Linked DNA regions of Mus musculus: regions 1 and 3 are each linked to region 2. The links are chromatin contacts, called in public HiChIP or PLAC-seq and promoter capture Hi-C maps. All regions are on one chromosome and are shown on one strand. The core of a region is the stretch at or near the end of the contact, and the rest is flanking DNA. Distances in the headings are between cores, read along the strand shown.

Evidence for each region. Promoter capture Hi-C pulls out the DNA fragments that hold promoters and counts their contacts. HiChIP or PLAC-seq counts read pairs in DNA pulled down with a chosen protein or histone mark.
Region 1: a contact with region 2 is called in a promoter capture Hi-C map of macrophages, with 6 read pairs. The contact joins the enhancer-like site here to the promoter of Il18 in region 2. A contact is called at or near these places in 5 of 39 promoter capture datasets (the C10 cell line, liver, macrophages and 2 more), 2 of 15 datasets of contacts at CTCF or cohesin (CD8 T cells and the NIH/3T3 cell line), 1 of 484 Hi-C or Micro-C datasets (forebrain), 5 of 115 datasets of contacts at active chromatin or transcription factors (bone marrow-derived macrophages, effector CD8 T cells, embryonic stem cells and 2 more) and 4 of 9 other capture datasets (adipose tissue, liver, macrophages and 1 more).
Region 3: an H3K27ac HiChIP or PLAC-seq map of microglia shows a contact between it and region 2, with 8 times the contacts expected there. The contact joins the enhancer-like site here to the promoter of Il18 in region 2. A contact is called at or near these places in 7 of 39 promoter capture datasets (3T3-L1-derived adipocytes, the C10 cell line, liver and 4 more), 2 of 15 datasets of contacts at CTCF or cohesin (CD8 T cells and the NIH/3T3 cell line), 1 of 484 Hi-C or Micro-C datasets (forebrain), 8 of 115 datasets of contacts at active chromatin or transcription factors (CD8 T cells, the HPC-7 cell line, bone marrow-derived macrophages and 3 more) and 4 of 9 other capture datasets (adipose tissue, liver, macrophages and 1 more).

The regions. Positions count from the first base shown.
Region 1 is chr9:50,477,785-50,481,160 of GRCm38.p6, forward strand. Gm32462 (a long non-coding RNA gene) reads right to left here. Exons shown (of 5, transcript XR_379369.2): 2 at 2,289-2,446; 3 at 1,538-1,755; 4 at 322-498. Among named protein-coding and RNA genes, the nearest start is that of Gm32462, 6.6 kb to the right of the region's middle. Within about 2 kb of position 1,872, at least 60 of the 459 cell types and tissues checked have an H3K27ac peak or open chromatin away from gene starts, as enhancers often do. A contact at or near this core is called in the NIH/3T3 cell line, adipose tissue, macrophages and 2 more, where this site is marked.
Region 2 is chr9:50,552,959-50,556,385 of GRCm38.p6, forward strand. Il18 (interleukin 18) reads left to right here and starts at 1,742. Exons shown (of 7, transcript NM_001357221.1): 1 at 1,742-2,019. It overlaps Bco2 (beta-carotene oxygenase 2), which reads right to left and starts at 2,180. Exons shown (of 12, transcript NM_133217.3): 1 at 2,063-2,180.
Region 3 is chr9:50,450,854-50,454,064 of GRCm38.p6, forward strand. No RefSeq gene overlaps it. Among named protein-coding and RNA genes, the nearest start is that of Gm32462, 34 kb to the right of the region's middle. Within about 2 kb of position 1,773, at least 108 of the 459 cell types and tissues checked have an H3K27ac peak or open chromatin away from gene starts, as enhancers often do. A contact at or near this core is called in CD8 T cells, the HPC-7 cell line, adipose tissue and 4 more, where this site is marked.

The sequences.
Region 1 (3,376 bases), core at 622-3,121, 75 kb before region 2:
TTTCTTTTTTTTTTGAAAAAAAAAAAAAAAGACAGGTTTTTACCCTGTAGCCCCCAAGCAGGCCTAGAACCTGTGATCCCCTTGCCTCCACCTCTTGACTGTTGAGATTTGAAGCATGTGTCACCATATTCAGCTAAGCCTTGAGACACTGAACTCCAAGACAGGGCCTACTCACCACCTAACGCTAGATGCTGCCAGCCCAGACACAGCCAGTATGCCCATGGACATCTACAACCCTGAATCACAACCAGCACTTAGCTTACTGTACACTCATACCCTTGCACTTGCTTAACCCCGGCATGCTGAGCAAGCGGACATCACCTCTCTGACACAAGCTCCCAGGGGATTCCTCATTTACATCACGACAGGGAGTGTCCACAGATGATCCAAGTGGATAGAAGGAACGTATACATGGACCTGTGTAGACCAGAGCTGCCATCCCTCAGCCTCTACGGAGAAGATTCTGTTTCTCTCCGACCGACTTTCCAGCAGCCTCCCCTACAACCGGAATACAGCGGGAAGACAAGAAAAGGAATGAAGAGGCTGAGACAAACCAAAGAACGCCGAAGCCCAAGACCTCAGAAAATGATGCAGTATTTCGAGGCAGCAGCAAAAGAGAGGGGTAGTTAGAGCCAATGACCCCACACCTGCACGCATCAGAAATACACCCCCGCCCTGCCACGCCCCCACCCCCTGCACTCTTTCCTGCAGTGGTCTTATGGTGCAGAAGGTGATACTTCTGGCAGAGAAAAACAAGGGTGATAGGTTGGCATAATTCCAGCTTTAAAAAACTCTAAAACTATCATCTTATGTCTACAAAACACAAAGGAAGGCAGGGGTTTGCAAGTAACAAGGGCCCTTCTCCTGTAAACCCAAGCCAGATGTGAGTGAGGAGCCAGAGGTCCATGCTGAGAACATCCTACCGGCCCTCTCTGTCCTTAATTCTTTGACAGCCAAGCCAATGTCTCATCTCCTCAAGCTGTCATAGTCTTGCTTTAAAACCCAGGGTCCTAGGGGCAGAGAAGGTGTCTCCTGCCTGGAGGAGACTAATGAGATTTCTGGGACCTTCCACCAGCCTGGGCCCTGCTCATTCTCCCCTCTCTGCCCCCCATCTTCCTCTGAGACTGAGATAATGGCCTTTTGTTGACAAAGTTTCACAAGGAAATGGAATTTGTTGCCTTCCTTTCCACCTCCCCTCCCCGGCTCCACCCCATGTCAGCTGCAGTAAAGGGCCCCAGCTGGGCGAGCCTCCTCCCCGTGTCTGTGACAAGCACATGCAGCCCTGACTCAACTTCCATTGCCCAAGAAGGGAAAGAAGCCTGGGAAACTTGGAGTCCCCTCCAGAGATGGAATGGGCAGCTCGCAGGCACCACCTCAGTCGAGTCTCTCCAGTAATAAGAAGAAAGGCAAACATTCATTGAGAGGTTTGTCTTTGCATATATTATCTCATTAAAAGCTCCCAACAAACAAGGAGTGAGAAATCCCCTTGTGCCCACTAATAGAGGAAATAAGGCAGGGAGATATTTGGAGAACTCACCAAGGGCAACAGTCACAGAGACACAAACACACATCTCCACATCAGAGCTCTGGCTGTCGCCAACCACTCAGGGGCCACCCTTCTCGCTCTGAAGAGGAGCCTCCTCTTCTCTGCATGGGTGATGGTGGTAATCCTCTTAATCCCGTCGGAATCTCCCCCTCCAAAGGTTAGAAGCCACTTTCTGATGGTGTCTTGGGAGTGATGGCAGGAGCATAATTCTGACGAACGGAAACACATTTAATAAGGGTGATTTACTGGCTGCTACTGAAACAGTATTTCGGCAGATAATGGTTTTCCGCTACAGCAGGGTTTCGTGATCTCCATATTACTGACATTTCAGGCCAGTTCTGCTTTTGTCTGTGTTGAAACACTCCTGATCTCTACCTCCTACATGCCAGTTGTACCCTAAGATACCGCAGATGTGACAGCCTCAAATACCCCCCACCCCGACATTGCCAGATGCCCCCTCCGTGGCAAAAAGTCACCCTCACAGATGAGCACAGTTGCTTGAGTAAACAAATAAACAGAATGAAAGAGCAAGAAAGCTTACTTCCTCTACCTCTGACCAAACAGCTCTTCTTACTCACAGTCAGTAAGTGAAAACTCTTGGAAATGATCATAAAAACCCCAGAACATCAATTTCAGAAAACCAAGGCAAACCTTCCTGTTGTCCTGAACCGATCACTTTCTATATGTAGGAAATGTCATGATGGGATGTCACAAGCTTGTTGCAATGTGTAGCCAGTCAAACCTGGGTTCAAGTTCCAGTGTGCGCTCCCCAGTCGCTCTGTGAAGAGGTGGGGCAGAAATCACGGTCTGATCAGCCCTGCACACGCTAGCTGTGCTCAGGGCCCTGGGTATCTTCTCAGCTCCATTCCTGCAATGGCCCGCTGCTATGAGGATTCACAACTGCAATGAATCAAAGCAACTTAAGTACAGTTTGGCTCAAGAAGTCTTGAAAATACTCACCTCTTTCCCCTCCTCCCACATCTCACCAGACCTTTGAGGTCACTAGGAACTGCTGATTTGTTTGGGTCTCTTCTTACCTGAACTAAGTCAGAAAATCTCTGTTGTTGGGGGTGCATAGCATCACTACCAATATATTCACTCATAATAAGTAAACTATTCTCTTTCATGTAATTTTATTGATGACAAAAGTTGATAGTATAATATTGGTGTTAATTCTATTAGTATGATACTACATTACCAGCAGAGTGTATATGACCTATGTGAATCAATGCATCTTCATTGTGCCACCTATTATATTCTGAAAATATTTCACTAAAATGTCTATATATTTGTGTGACTATCTAGCTGTCTGTCCCTAGAGAGGGTCTTATGTATTCACTGTGTACATGAGGAGGACCTAGAACTTTTGATCCTCCTGCCTCATCTCCCAATTGGTGTCAGGATTATAGGCATGCACTACCATAGTCAGTGCATGTGTTTGCTGAGGAGCAAGCCTAGGGCTCCTTAAGGAAGCACTCTACCCACTGAGCCACATCCTCAGTCAGAGTGTTTGATAATTATCCAAAAATGTTATGATATTATTGAGCAAAGGTAGACATAGTCTATATGGCAATTGTGGTGGTTTCAGGGAGTGGCACTATTAGAAGGTATGACCTTGTTAGAGGAAGTGTGTCACTGTGAGCATGGGCTTTAAGACCCTCACCCTAGCTGCCTGAAAGTCAGTCTTCTCATAGAAGCCTTCTGATGAAGATGTAGAATTCTCAGCTCTACCTGTACCATGTCTGCCTGGTTGCTGTCATGTTCCCGCCTTGATGATAATGGACTGAACCTCTAAATCTGTAACCCAGGCCCAACTAAATGTTGCCTTTT
Region 2 (3,427 bases), core at 492-2,991:
GTCCTTAACCACTGAGCCATCTCTGTGGCGTCTTCATGTTAGATTATATTTACATATCTGTCTGCTCTATGCTCCATGTTACTGATCCTATTATACTCCTCAAACTTTTTGTATGGAGTACTTGATATGGCTGCCACCACCTGCTTACGCCTGTTTCCATTCTTGGCTTGGGAGATGAGCTATTCTAACATTTAACTGCTCTTTTAACTTTGCTGCTGTTTAACTATTCTGCTTCCCGTCAGCTTCCTTCTTCATTAGCTGGTAACTTTAGGCAAACATCTTAACCCTGCCAAACCTCAAGTTTTATCGAAAATAAAATAAGGGTTAAGAGAGGTTAATGACTCCTACTCAGACCTCCCATCATAATGAAATGCAATGATACTTAGCAAATGTTAATCTCCTCTACTGACCTCTTATCACCAAGGAAATGTCAAAGTATAACCTTGGACCTTTACCCTTTAATTTCAACGTTGGCCCTTAGTAATCTCATCTTGATTCGTAAGTTCTCCAGTTATGTCTTCGACCCGACTCTCAACTCTTTATCTCCTCTTCTGAATCAGCTCTTCCACCAGCAAACATCTCGCTTCAGTCTCTCTGTGGGCACTGAATTCATTTTGCTCACTCTCCTTACAGCACAGTTCTTCTGACCCCAGTGGCACAGGCCAGTAGGGGAAATTTGAAAAAAAGATGACTCTGTGGCTTACATATAAATTCCCCAGGCTCAAAATTCTGCACGGGTAACTCTGTCTTCATCAGTCTCTCTCCTGGGACTACAGATTTTTTCCTATCCGAAGCCCATCTTCCTCAGCCCTGGTACCTCAACTTCTCCTTCCTATGTGTCACTTCCTGCTGCCTAACTCAGGCCCTTGACTCTTTCTTGGCAGCCTCTCAGTTGAAGTCTGGAAAGAGAAACTTAGTGAGATGAGTTCCTGGAGCCACTGGACCATCTTAAGGGTTAGAGACCTCAGACAATTGCCTCCAGCTCTCATCAGGTCTAGAGATTCTAATTTATCTGGATGAGCGGGGAAGATGCTTTTCCACCAGTGCAATAATGTGAATATTAAATCTCCTACATGTAAATCTGGCTGCATCATTCATTCCTCCATGTGAATTCCATCCATTCAATCACAAATCACTTGTAATTGTTGAAACTACCTGAGCAGGCGAGGCACTTAAAGACCTCGTATGGCCCTCAGCCCACCCTAGCTGTTCACTCCAGCCTAGCTGGATTGCTCCCTAGTCTCATGACCATTCTATTCTCTTCACTTAGGATATTTCTCATCTCCTTCAGATGAAACTTGCATATGCAACTCAACCTTCAAGTTCCAATTTCTGGGTCACCTGCTTCTTAAGCACCGAATTCCCATTTCCTCGCTACAACTTCGGAGAGCTTTCTGGTGGCCCTTATCTTGCTGTCCTGTGTGATAAAAGGCCAGTGCACTTTACAACCTCTCCTGGCAGTATTCTTTGAATACAAAGTCTAGCTATACCTCCCCACTCCTAGCACCTAGCATGCTGCCTTACATACAATACAGCATACTATATAAGTTACTATGGTTAAATAACTTTATAATTAACTGTGCATATTGTTGCCATTTCTGGCAGTTCTATAATTAACCAATCACTGAAAATAAATCCTTGAAGTAGTAACTATAATAGAAAGCTACAGAACAAAAACCACAGGGTTTGAGACAGTTCCCCAGAATGCAAATAGGAGAACCAAACATTTGCATCCGAATACAAAGCAGTGGTTTTCAGCTGGGAAAACTCAGGATAGAGAAAAACCCTTTGAGGCATCCAGGACAAATCAGATCTCTGGGCTGAATCCTGCCCCAGTGCGTCACATTAGCTGACTGAACACTGGCTGTTCCCACAACGATGAGTACACCAATCCTGTGGTTGGTAAAACAAGCTTGCTTTCACTTCTCCCCTGTGGTGTGCTGCCTGCATCACACAAAGAGGCTTTGGAAGCCTGCTATAATCCTCAGGCCCCGGGCGCAGCAGTCCAACTGCAGACTGGTAAGTGGCCCAGGAAAGGAACGGGTAGAGGGGAGTCCCCTACCTGGGCGATGGTACACTGCCACAGGAAGAACCCTGCGGTGTCAAGAAGGCTGCTGAGGAAACGCAGAAACAGTTGAGAAATAGTATTTAACTCAGTTCTTAACTCAGGTCTTGAGATTTCTGAATCTGCAGCCACTGGCCTGATTAAGTAAATAATGAGCCTGGGTTGTCCCTGGCTCTGAGATCAAATGGGACTGGAGGGGAGGGAAAAGGAGAGGCGGGGCTCAAAACACTAACTTAGTCTCAGTTCTATGGCAAGTGTCCTAACCAACTCTAACCTTTGACATTAAAATTGGACCAATAATAGCCTCCCTCCTTAACCATTCCTTATTGGAATTTGCCCCCACCTGCCGCTAAGTCCATGGAACCAGATTCAGGGGTTCATTGTACAACTTCTCTCCTCTGAAATGATTCAGACAGAATGAAGTTTCAATTTAGACTGGCAGGCAATAGCTCACCCTTTTCCCTTTCCTCTCATCCCTTTTCTTTTACATTCATTAGGTGTTTGGGGTGGGAGGGGCGTTGTTTTTGGTTTAGTTTGCGTTGAGCTGGGTTTTCAAGACAGGGTCTTTCTGTATAGTCCTGGCTGTCTAGGAGCTCACTCTGTAGACCAGGCTGATCTCGAACTCACAGAGATCCACATGCCTCTGCCTCCTGAGTGCTGAAATTAAAGGTGATATTCATTAGTTTTATGAAAAGCATTCTCTCACAATAAAGCACAGACAGGAGACCATAAATACATATCACAGTACATAATTTTATTATTTTAACAAGTATCTTTGAGAACCTAAATAACAAACACTGCTTGGAAGCAAAAATAACAAAAAATGAGATTCAGCACCCCATTATTTTGTTATTGTTTTTTCTTTTCTTTTAATTCTAGCAATCTATGCAGAGCAGCTGGAATTCTCTGAGAGCTTAAGGACAGCCTGGCCTACAGAGTGAGTTCTAGGCCATCCAGGGTTTCATAGGTCCTGCCTCAAACAAACATGTAACTTGATGGAATGAAAATTTACAAGTTTACAAGCATCCAGGTAAAAAGATACTGCCTAATTTAAAAATACAAATTCCTTGTGGTGCCCTATTCTTATATTAGAAAATATACACAGAAAAGACCAATTGTCTATATGATAAAAAGTGGAGATAGATTTTTTTGGAGCCAACTAATGTTATATATTTCATAGACCATTTTTAATAAAATCATAAATGTGCTTTATTTGAATAGAGGAGGAATTTTTCATCTAAGAGATCCTCTGGACCAGCATTTCTCAAACCTGTGGGTCATGACCCGTTTGGGGTCAGACAACCCTTTCACAGGAGTCTCCTAAGACCATCAGAAAACACCGATATTTACATCCTGATTCAT
Region 3 (3,211 bases), core at 523-3,022, 100 kb before region 2:
CGACTGGCCAATGGCATGCTCAGAGATCTCCCACGTGAAGATTTCCCTAACCCCTAAGTTGTCATGTCCTGCACTATGCGCTGGCCGCACTGGAATACATATACTCTATACTGGATTACAGTATTACTTGTCTTGATCTCTGTGGTGTGTTAATCAAAGGGGTGTTATGAGTATAGAAAGTCCACAGTAACATTGCACAAAGTTCCCAACAGCATCTACTTTATAATACTTCTTAGACAAATGGGGCTAGTGGGGGGTTGGGGGAACCAATCTTTCCTCCTCGAGACACCAGGCAGGTCAACCAGTGTTATACTGTCAGCATCATTAAAAATCATCCACTGTTAATCCCTTTATGTTCTCATTGTGAGCCCTCCTTCTGATGTCCATTGGCCTGTAAGTAAGGAAAGACGTTTGGGTGTAAGGTAGTGTGATTCCCTAATTGACAGCTGTTGGACTCTCCCTAGCTGCCCCACGCCCTTGAGCAAAACAAGTAGATTTCAAACAGACAGCAAGACTACCACGGCCATTTTGAACACCCTGCTGAGCCCTAAGGAAGGGTATATGTCCATCACAGCTGCTAGCTCTGCCTCCTGAACGTGTGGCTCCACGCAGGATGGATTTAAGCCACTTGCACTGAATTTTTTAGCTGTCACAAGGTTTAGTGAACTTTAAATGATAGAAACATTTCCACCTAGACCAGAGAAAGCCCCAGGACCCAACAAGGGAACGCTATGGTTGATGCTAAAGGGCATGATTGGTGCAAATACAACAGTCATTTTCATGTGGAGTGTGCTGTGATTGGTACAAACTCCCTCTCCCTCTCTCCCTCTCTCCCTCTATTTCTCCCTCTCTGCCTTTCTCCCTCTCCCTCCCTCTCTCCTTCTCCCTCCCTCTCTCCTTCTCCCTCCCTCTCTCCTTCTCCCTCCCCCCTCTCTCTCCCCCTCTCTCTCTCCCACTCTTCCTCTCTCTCCTCCCTCTCTCTCCCTCCCTCTACCCCCCCTCTCTCTCTCTTGCTATACCAGCAGGCTTCTCAGCTCACTCGGTCAGTTACCTACTAGACCCTCTCTGTGCAGCCTCCCCCAGTGTTGCAATATCAGACCACAAAATGCTTCTCTTGAGTGATCAGTTCTTGGACTGAGCTAGAACCACAAAGGAAGAAGCGGCAGATGGCAGAGCCGGAGGAGTGGCAGCAGCCATGACAGCTGGGTGACAGACAGAATAAGAGGCAACGGTGGTGGAGGGGCAGCTTAGCTCAGAGCCGGAGCTAAGCAGCTGTCAGACTGGTCTGCAAAAGCAAAAAGAGGTAGCCGGCCACTTGACAGCCAAGCAAGGGGTGGCTAGAGAGTTCCGGACAAAGCAGGAATAAGGTGACGACAGAAGTAGAAAGGTCAGTGAACTGAGGCTAGGGAAGAATGGAAAGATGTAAAGACCCAGGGAGGAAAAGCTTCAGACTCTGGTCACTGGAAGAGTGTAAACCAGAAAGCTGTAAAACATTTAGGTCTGGGTCTCAGACACCCTAATCCTGGGAACCAGCTGTAGCACTGCCGTAACACAGCCGTAACCAGGCCTGCCAAGAAGCTGAAACAGGCAGGCACTCACTCGGGAATCTCCACTCCCTGGGCTCACACAACAGGTGCAACACTTGAGAAACTAAGGGTTTTAGTAGCCTAGGCTCTCTACCATTTCAGCCAAGGATCTCAATGTGCAGAGCATTCACGAGAGTCTGACACTAGAGGGCGCCACCAGCTGCTTCTGCTGCTCCTGCCTACAGCTCAGTACTGCAGCGCCACACTGCGGAATAGATAGATACACTGGGCTCCCAGGCCAACATGGAAGAGCCTCTCTTCGCCCACCCACAACATCCGGCTGACCAAAGGACTCCAGCCAGCTGATCGGTAACACTTGCAGTGACTATGCACTGGCCGCGCTGTGCCATACCTGTCACATAACCTGTGGTTGTATACATTGTTACTGCACATCAGCCTTCTCGAAATTTTCTCTGAGAGCCACATTTTTGCAAGTTATAAAATTACCTTTCAAGCCATGTGTAATATAAGATCAAAGTCTTCGCATCAAATTTCTCTAAAATGTTATGGTCCACAGGTCGCAAGTTCCCTTATCTATAGCAGTTAGAGTAAGGATATAGGCAATTCTGAGTAATTCTGTAGCTGACCTCAATAGTATTTACGTTATTTAGTTGTAACAACGTTTTAATAACTATTTCAACAAAACATGAAAGACCAAAGCCTCTTCAAGGGTAAGCCAAGGAAGAGATTATACTCGAGTGCATCTCTGCCTATTGAATACCCAGGCTCACATAGCAAAAGCTGTGGGAGGGGCAGCGAGGTGTCCCACTGGGAAAAGTGCCTGCCGTGCAAAGCTCGTGATGTGAGTCTGATCCCCAGAACCCACATAAAGGTGGAAGGAAATGACTGGCTCCACAAAGTTGTCTTCTGACCTCTACACGTGTGCCGTGGAACATGTATACACATACACACACCACACCTACATCATCACCATCACCACCATCATCCTCAAATTCATCTCAAGGTTTATCCATCCAAATCAGTCAGGACAGTGGAACTCAGCCTCAGGCTCCTTTTAAATCCTTTAAACCTTAGATCTATGCAGCTATACTGACTGAGCATTTATAGTTACTGTATTTAAAGACTTTCAAACAGGACAACACAGATCATTTTTCATCACTGTTTCTTTTTACACTGACATTTTGTAGCAAGAAAGAAAAATAGACAAATAATGACAAACTTGAATCCACACTGACATCTTCACAGAATCCAACTTCCATTCACTGAAAGACATTTCCTCAATACACCCATTTTGTTTCTAATCTGTATTAACTCACACCTCTAGCTGTCATATCAAAATACAATTTAAAACATATTTTCCCCATCCATTTGCATCTCCAAGACACTCATACTTTACTCTCCAATTTTCAGGAAGAGAAAGACAAAATCGAGGTGGCTGGGACAATCCTAAACAGAAAGGTGTTTTGTTAAATGTTAGTGCGTCTGCTGTAATGAGTTCCATCAGCCTGCATGCTACTGAAGACAGTGATTCTGTGCCCTAATAATTTTTTTCCATGCAAAAGCAAGAGGTTTATTTTCTGGCGCATTGGGGTCAACCTTCAATTAGTCCCTTGAGGCCAGTAACTAGAGGGCGACCCCCAAATGGCTATTACAAGCATTTTTTT